2 separate regions of the Anas platyrhynchos genome follow, and region 2 is linked to region 1. A link is a contact called in public Hi-C data. All regions are on one chromosome and are shown on one strand. Each heading gives the region's core, a stretch centred on a gene start, on an enhancer-like site or on the middle of the called end of the contact. The rest is flanking DNA. Distances are from core to core; before and after follow the strand shown.

The links. Hi-C and Micro-C count contacts between places; a contact is called where the count stands out from the background.
Region 2: a contact with region 1 is called in a Hi-C map of liver, with 4 times the contacts expected there. The contact joins the enhancer-like site here to the promoter of ANKHD1 in region 1. A contact is called at or near these places in 3 of 8 Hi-C or Micro-C datasets (liver, skeletal muscle and subcutaneous adipose tissue).

The regions. Positions count from the first base shown.
Region 1 is chr14:11,596,187-11,600,396 of IASCAAS_PekinDuck_T2T, reverse strand. ANKHD1 (ankyrin repeat and KH domain containing 1) reads left to right here and starts at 1,379. Exons shown (of 37, transcript XM_072023238.1): 1 at 1,379-1,942. The coding sequence starts at 1,517. SLC4A9 (solute carrier family 4 member 9) reads left to right here. Exons shown (of 21, transcript XM_038186248.2): 21 at 192-1,203. The coding sequence ends at 242.
Region 2 is chr14:11,697,803-11,701,850 of IASCAAS_PekinDuck_T2T, reverse strand. No RefSeq gene overlaps it. Among named protein-coding and RNA genes, the nearest start is that of CYSTM1, 14 kb to the right of the region's middle. Within about 2 kb of position 2,285, at least 1 of the 8 cell types and tissues checked has an H3K27ac peak or open chromatin away from gene starts, as enhancers often do.

The DNA.
Region 1 (4,210 bases), core at 130-2,629:
CGTCTGGGAAGCAGCACAGGAGCAGGGACCGCAGTAAAGCCAGGCCATGGGCTCAGCTCACGCCATGCCATGGCGATGCTCAGTGCTTCACGTGGCAGCCTGGGCCAGCCGCTGGGTCAGGCTGCTGGCAGCAGCCAGGGTTGGCTCTCCTGGCTCCGCCAGCCTCAGCCCTCCCTCCCTTCTCCCTCCAGTCTGAGCTGATGCATCGCCAAGGACCAGAGATCAACATCTCCGTTAACTAGGCTCGCAGCTGGGACACGGGGCAAGGCGAGGGGCAGAGGAGCACGGACCTGGGACCACCCTCACTGCTCATCTGCAGCTCACCAGAGACACCCGACCTGATGGCACTTATTGCATTACAACCGGACCCAAACCTCTCCTCACACTCCACCCTCCCAAGCCAGGTGTGCTGAGGGGGATTCACCCCCCATGGGCGCATCACAGCAGCGCCAGCACGGCCTGTGGCAGCACAAGGGCTGAACCGAGGGACTCAGAGCCAGGGGGTGCCACAGGACCAGCAGCCACCCCACACATATTCACTGCCCGCAGCTCCTGGGATGGCCGAGCCCCTGCTTCAGGGGTGCCCCCAGAGCTTCTCTCCTTTCCCCCTCATCTCGATGCAGCCGGGCTGTGGGGGCGCTGCCCGCCCTGTGCCCCCTCAATCCCCTCATCCCCCACCGCCACCAGGTGCAGCCCCGGCTGAGGCTGCGGGGAGCCCCGCGGCACCGCTCCGGGCGGGGTGGCGGAGATAATTAGGGGTAATTTGCATTCGTCTTAATAAAGGGCCCCGCGCGCCCCCCCTCCTTCTCCCCCCACCACAGCCTCCCGACTGCTGCCTCAGGGGGCGACGCCTGGGGGGGAGGGGCGGGAGGGAGGAGTGACAGCCCGCTCAGCCAATCGCGGCCCGCGCTGCGTGCGGGGGGTGGGACTCCAGGGGGAGGCCCGCGCGCCTTGACGGGCAGCGGCTTCGTCCAATCGGCGGGCGCGGGCCAGGCTTTGGCGGTGACGGAGACCTTCACGGGGAGCCGAAGGGGGGAGGGGTCTTAGGCCGAGGCAGGAGCCAATCAGGCGGCGCCAGACGCCGTGCGCTGTGAGCGACAGCGCCAGCGCCCAATCAGAGCCCGCGCTTCTCGTCTCACCGTTGATCGACGGGCGGCTTAGCCAATCGTCCCGCGAATCTCCGGCAGGGCTCTTGATCGACGCGCCGGCGAGCCAATCCCCCCGCGGCTCGTTCAGGAAGCGAGCCGAGGGAAGTGGGGCGGGGCGGCGCTCTCCCAACCGCCTCGGCGTGTGCTCTCAAGGCAGCATGCTGGGAGCGCGTGACGCGGCGCTGAGCGACAGCCGCGCGGGCCAATAGCGAGCGGCTCCCTCCCTCCCTCCACCAATGGGCGCGGGGGGGGTGGGCGGTGCGGCGGCGCGGCCGGGTAGGGTGTGAGAAGTTAGTGGCGCTGCTGCGGTGCCGTGAGGGACGGAGACGCCTGGGCTCGGCGAGCGGCGGCGGCCCCGGATCAGCGCCATGCTCACGGACGGCACCGCCGCCCCCCTCGGCGACGAGGAGCTCGATTCGGTCGCCCCCCGCGCGCCTCCTCCTCCTCCCCCACCCCCCCCTCCTCCTCCTCCTCCTCCTCCTCCTTCTTCTTCTTCTTCTTCCTCCGCCGCCGCCGTCGTCGTTGCCGCCGCCGCTGCCTCAGCCTCAGCCTCTGCCTCAGAGCCGCCCGCCGCGGCCGGGCCGTCCCCGCTGGGGCTGAGGGCCGTGCGCCTCTTCGGGGAGGCCGGGCCCGGCGGGCCGGGAGGCCCCGGAGCGCCTGAGGCCGCCCTCGACTTCAAGCTGGCGGCCGCCGTGCTGCGCAGCGGGGGCGGTGGAAGCGGCGGCGGTGGAGGTGGAGGTGGTGGAGGAGGAGGTGGAGGCGGCTCCGGCAGCGACGAGGACGAGGTGTCCGAGGTGAGCCGGGGCCCGGCCTGCAGCGCGGGGGTCGCGGCCCAGCACCACGCCCCCTCCTCCCGCGCCGCCCCGGGGCCTCGCCGTGGGCGGGAGAGGCCGCAGCGCTGCGGGGCCGAGCGGCCGGGGCCTTCCCCAGGATGAGCGAGGAGGGCCCGGGCCTGGCCCGAGGGGTGTGGGGGGGAGGTGGGGGGGGAAGGGGCTCGGCTGATCGCCCCCTGGGTGTCTCCAGGCTCCCCTCCGGGCTCTCCTCCGCTGCCTCCCGGCCCGGCCCGGCGCGGCGGGGGAAGGTGTGCGCCGTGCTGCTGCCTCCTGACCTCGGGGAGTGGCTTCCGCTGCAGGGGGGGGGGTGGGGGGGGAGGCGAAGCCGTCTCCGTACCTGGGAGAACAAAGTGGAGGCTCCAAGCCCGCTGCCCGAGGCTCGGGGGGGAGGGAAATGAATCTGCTCGTTCCCCCCACGGATGGGGTTGGGGGGATAGAAATCGTCGCTGCCCGGCGGCCTCTCTCCTAAAGGAATGGTGGAGGGGAATGGAGGGGGCTTTGAGCTGCCAGACCTGCGGGGAGTTTTAAGGGAAGGGGGTGGGAGAGGGGCCGGAGCCGTATCCCGACCCAAACGGGGCTTCGTTGGGCAGGTAAAATTGTACCTGGTGCTGCTTTGTGTAGCACGGGGAGAGAAGGCTCTGATCTGTCCCAGCTGCCCACTTATTACACCAAAGGGGGAACCAATGTTCTCAGTCACCTCCTTTAGAAAGAAGAATTAAGGATGCCAGCCACGAGCACAGCCCTTAATATAGTTTTAGTGGATGTCAGGAGAGAGTGGAAGCGCTTGGAAGCTTGTTGCAGATCCAAAGCTTTGCACTCCCATATGCTTCTGCAGGAGGAGGAAGATGGTAGCCAGTATGAAACGTGCCATTGGAGGGGGGGAGCAGGAATGGTTACTTTAGTACATGTCCACATTTATTCTGAGAAAATAGTAGGAAGAAAGCCTACAATTGTCCTTCTATGTCTAAATTTTCTGCCTCCCGTTGATTATTCTCTTTCACCCAGTCACCCCCAAAGTCTGAACTGCCAGGTCTGAATTAAAAAGTGATTAACCTGATGCAGACCCACTTTTGCACCATATGGCTGCCTGACCAAAGTTAAAACTTGTGGTAACAGCAGGGCGTAGACCTAAACTCAAAACCTAGTGATCATGGAGCTAAAACTTGTGAACATTCCTTAATTGACTGATGTTTCAAGCATATGGTGATACAGGATTGCATGTTCAGGTGCTTTCCTGTTTTGGGAGCTGGAAGGCTTGTTGTAGGGTGAATAGGAGACAATGAACTTAGGAGTTTCTGCCATCTAGGCTGTTTTTTTAATGTCTGTCCATTCACATTTCAATATATTCTTGAAACATGTGCAACGCTAGTTACAGAAACTGGAAAATGATGCGAAATAAACTATTTAGTACAGCGCAGTGTCAATGGCACTCTTTGCAAGATGAAAATGGCAGAGTTGTGCTATGATAGCTTATCCCTTTTGAGCCTGCCCTATTATTTAAAGGACGTGAAGATTGAACACTTTAGCTGTTCAGTTGGTCTTTTGACTATTGGCAAGTATTAAGATAGGCCATTATAAATAATGTCTGGGAGGCTAGCACTGAGGTTAAAAAAAAAGGTTTACAAACAGTTGTTAAAGTAAAATTACTTGTTTGAAAAACATGAGAAGAGCTTTCTTACTTAAACCATGTCATCAAAATTAAATTGGAATTAAAACACTTGAAGAGTTCCAGAACATGGTTAGAGGACTTGGACCAATCCCTAGAGCTGAAATTGCAGGGGAGTTCTGGGGTTTTGTGTTTCTGGTTTTGCAGAGTAGTGTGTGGAAGAAATGTGGATGGCAAGAAAGTGCCTTGCACATCTGTACAGCCTTGCTAGTTGATGGGGTGTGGTTGTGAGGACCCAAAGTGAATTTTCAGTTTTCTTGGTATGAGAACTAAAGGAGCACCTGTTGCCAGTGTGGTGTGGGGTTTGGGGGGTTGTTTTTTTTTGTTTTTTTCTTTTTTTTGTTTTTATTTTTCACAGAATGTTAGGGATTGGAAGGGACTGGGAAAGATCATCTAATCCAGTCCCCCTGCCGGAGCAGGGGATTTTGTTTGAACAAAGAAAAATTAAACTCTTGGGATGGAACATTACAATTCTTGAACAGCACTGTTTTGAAAACCTCTCGGCTGTTTGGCCTGTGGTCTTGTGTCATGAGTCACTGAGTTGGGTGTATGGCTTTAGCTCC
Region 2 (4,048 bases), core at 1,036-3,535, 100 kb before region 1:
CAGTACAGTCATCATGTCTTAGCAAGGAATCTCTTGCAGTTCATCTGACTGCAGCCTCTGGATGGAGGCACAGGAGTGTCTGCTCAGTCAGCCTACCCTGTCCTAGCCTTTCCAAAGCTTGCCCTGCCATTTCTGTGCAAAGCCACAGAATCTTCCAATCGGGTCCTTGCAGAAGCCAGGCTGGATGGGGCCTTGGCCAACCTGATCTAGTGAGTGGCATTCTTGTCTATGGCAGGGGTGCAGTTAGGTGACCTTTAAGGTCCCTTCCTATCCAAGCCATTCTGTGATCCTGTGAAGAGGCGATCTTGGAGGTCTCTTATCCAGATGTCCAGGGTTGGGAGCTTGCTTTATACCCTCCTCCATCCCATTGGGGCTGTAAAGCCCATGGTCTCTGTATAACCCTGGCCTGTCCTCTAGGCTGAGGCATCTGAGATTCCAACACCACCTCCATCAAGCTCCAGCATCCAGACAGTGTATTTCTTGTCCAAACCTGCCTAGCTAGGGCTGCACCCTCCACATCTTCTCCTGGAGCCTGAAGACTGCTGTTTTCAGACACCTCACCTCATGCTGACTGAGACTGAGTCAACTTCCCTCGTGTCAATTAATCCAAAGAGACCAAGCATCTTTCCTCTGCTTCTCGCTCGGTCCTATCCTGAAGCCTGTGCCTGCTGCTCCCCAGCTCGGCTCTAGTTCTCTTTGAAGGAGGCGTTCAAAACTGGACTTCACTGGGGTCCTGATAAACGGGGATGTGCGCCTAAAAAAAAGCAAGCTCTGCCCTGCAGTCAAAGCTAGAAAGTGCTGTTGTGGAGGGTGTTCCTGGGATCCAAGGATGAGGACAAGTTGTAATGAAGCAGACTGAGGTTGGTCTGATTAGCCAGAATTTGCACATTGCTGTGAAGGGCTGCACTGACGCCCCATTTCACAGCTTGCCCTGCGGTTTTTCCACTGTGAGATGAGCCAGGCTCATTCCCCTCAGATTGATTGTCATGGTTGTTCCCACCACTGCCCAAAGCCACAGGGCTGGGGACCATGTGCTACAGCTGTAGTCAGACAGGGAATGGGCTGGGGACAGCCTGACCAGGCAGCAGCTTGTATTAAAGGGCAGGGCACTGTCACCATCCCCCAGAAACCTGGAGAAGTGAGCTTCCAAAGGGATGGAACCAAGTGTTTGGGAATAACCATCCTGATTTATAAACTGGCAGTGGGGAGCTTTCCCCACTGGGCTTAAAGCTGCTGCTGGATGTCACCACCAGAACAGTGTCTGCGGTGATGGCGAGCACCAAGTGGTCCAGAAAGGACTGGCACAGGAAGGACTGAGTAACTGGACAACATCACATCACTGACACCAAGCACGGCCATGGACACGCTGCTGCAGTTGCCATCAGGGGTGTAAGCATGGTGGTATCAGACGTGCTGTGCCAGGAGGAGCCAGTCCCCAGAAAAGGAGGGAAAAGCAGAGGAGAAATGCCAGCATCCCAGCAGTCTCCTGCCAGGATTTCCTGGGGACAGAAGGAGCTGGGAAGTCTGTCCCTGGAGGCTGCAGCAAACTGCTTGCGTGATGCTTCTCTGAGCATCAGGACACAGGAGAATGGCACTTGTGCTGATAGCTCCCTTGTGGCATTGTGTCCTGTCACCTTGGGGACAGAGGCATTTCAGGAGAGTGATCACGGTAAGCAAGCAATGGCAGCAGCCGCTGTCTGATCTCTAGTTTGGACCATCTCATGTGTACTTAGTTAAAATTATTTCACAGAATCACAGAATCATCTAGGTTGGAAGAGACCTCCAAGATCACCCAGTCCAACCTCTGACCTAACACTAACCAGTCCTCCACTAAACCATATCACTGAGCTCTACATCTAAACATCTTATAAAGACCTCCAGGGATGGTGACTCCACCACTTCCCTGGGCAGCCCATTCCAATGCCTAACAACCCTTTCAGTAATGGAACACACTTCCAAGAAGAGAGGAATTACTCAGCATCCACAGACAAGAGCTGGCTGGTGCCTTCCTGGGGCTAGGTGAGGAGCAGCTTTCCTCTGCCCTGACCCTTGTGTGGATGCCAGAGTCATGTCTCTCACGTGGGGTAGAGGTGATGACTTGAATGCCCAGAGCCCTGGATTTCATAGAGCCTCTTGTGCAGTTGCTGCTCTTTAAGTGAAGCCAAGCCAGATGAAGGGATGCATAATCCCATGTCCAAGCCCTGCACATTCCCCGTGGGGAGCTGCTGGCCTGTCCGCTCAGTGCTAGGGCAGCTTGCTAAAGAGGTGACAGCAACTGTGGAGGTCAGAAGTCTGCCTGGCACCATATGGACTGGAATTCTGGAGAGCTGCGTTCAGCCTTGTCCCTGGGACACACTGAAACCTGGTAGTAGCACGAGGCCATAAAATTATAAATGTGCCCTTTCTCAACAGAGCTTCTTTGTGTAGTGCTTTACACCTCTGCTCATGGCAAAGCAGTACATGCCTTTCTGCAAGGCTAAAATAAAGCTACTGGAACACAAAAGGTTGATTCTTGCTTTTCTGGTCTCCCTGCCACACTGTGATTCACACAGGTAATACTTTTGTCTTTCTCACTGCGCTCTGCAGAGGTTCTCTCCAGCAAGATGCTGAGACTCACACAGCTGAGGAGGAGACACCTGTGGGACTCCTGTCGCTCCCTGGGACTCCTTCCTCGTGTGCCCTTTCTGCCAAGGTCACCTGTGTCACCTTGGGCTTCATGTCCAGGCACAGCTCCACTGTCTCTAGCCCCTGTATTTTGCTACAGTTTCCTCTGCTTATCCCCACAGGTGCCTCCTAAAGCACCTGTGCTGTCTGAGTAAAAATGGATATTGTTTTTATTTCCTTCTTTAACTGTTAAACTGTTTTATATCAGCTATCCCTTCATCCATTTCTATGCATTGTTTGACATGAGGCACTGTTCCATAAACAAGCCTGAAACACTGCAGTTCAGGAAAAATGCAATGCTCCTGGAAAGAAGCTGGTAAAGCCACTGTTATTTTCCTCCTTAATTGCAGTTTTGGTGACTCATCCCTGGTGCCACACTGCAGTGCACAGCCATTGTGTGGTTTTTCACCCAATCTCCAGCAGTCACAATTCACTGCTCAAGTTTTCAGGCCACCCAAGCCATTAGGAAAATAAATGTAAAATTAAAACCTCCTGGTATGCAGTCAGCTAGCTGAGCACCACAGCCCCCTGGGATAATAACAAGAGAAGAGACAGGCATTCAGTGCTTTCCAAGGCTGCTTGTACACAATGTAGCTGAGCTAGCGTGAGCTCCCGTCTGAACATGTCCTTCTCTGAATGAGAGCTGACCTTTTCCCACCCCATTCCCTTCCTCTCCCCATCTTTATCTCATCTGTATTCCCTTCCCCATCTCAATTCCACCCCAATCACCATCCCTATCCCATCTCACCCACACGCCATCCTCATCCCATCCCACCCCATCCTGTTTCCACCCCATTCCAACACATTCCTATTTCATTCCATCCCTAACCCATCCTCATCCTCATTCCCATTCCCATCTCAACCTGTCCCTATTCTTCTCTTTTGTATGGGGTCCCAAAGGTTTCCCCAACCCCAGCCATTCACTGCTGCAGGAAAAGGTTTCCCTCCCCACCCAGGAGGCCATCTCACCTCCCGGCTGCCTCCCAGACAGCAAATCCAGCCGTGGTCTCCACCAGGCAGAAAGCTCTTGCCACAAAGACAGTGGCAACCCACACTGCCTGCCCGCCCCAAAATGCGTCTGCTCAGGTCTCTGGCTGCAGGGAGTGCCTGAGCCTGTTGCTGCCAACGGAGGGTAGCAGAGAGAGCACCTGCATGAGGTGTGAGCAGGTGGGTGATCTGATCAGCCTGGTGGCAGAGCTCCAGGAGGAGGTGGAGAGATTAAGGAGCATCAGGGAGTGTAAGCAGGAGTTAGGCTGGTGGAGCAGCTCCCTGCCATGCCTGCGAAAAAGGCACCAGGGTGATACCCCCCAAATAGGAGCGGTTTACTCAGCACTTGGCCTGATGGCTGCAGATGGGTCCCACCTGTCTCAAACGGTGAAAAGGA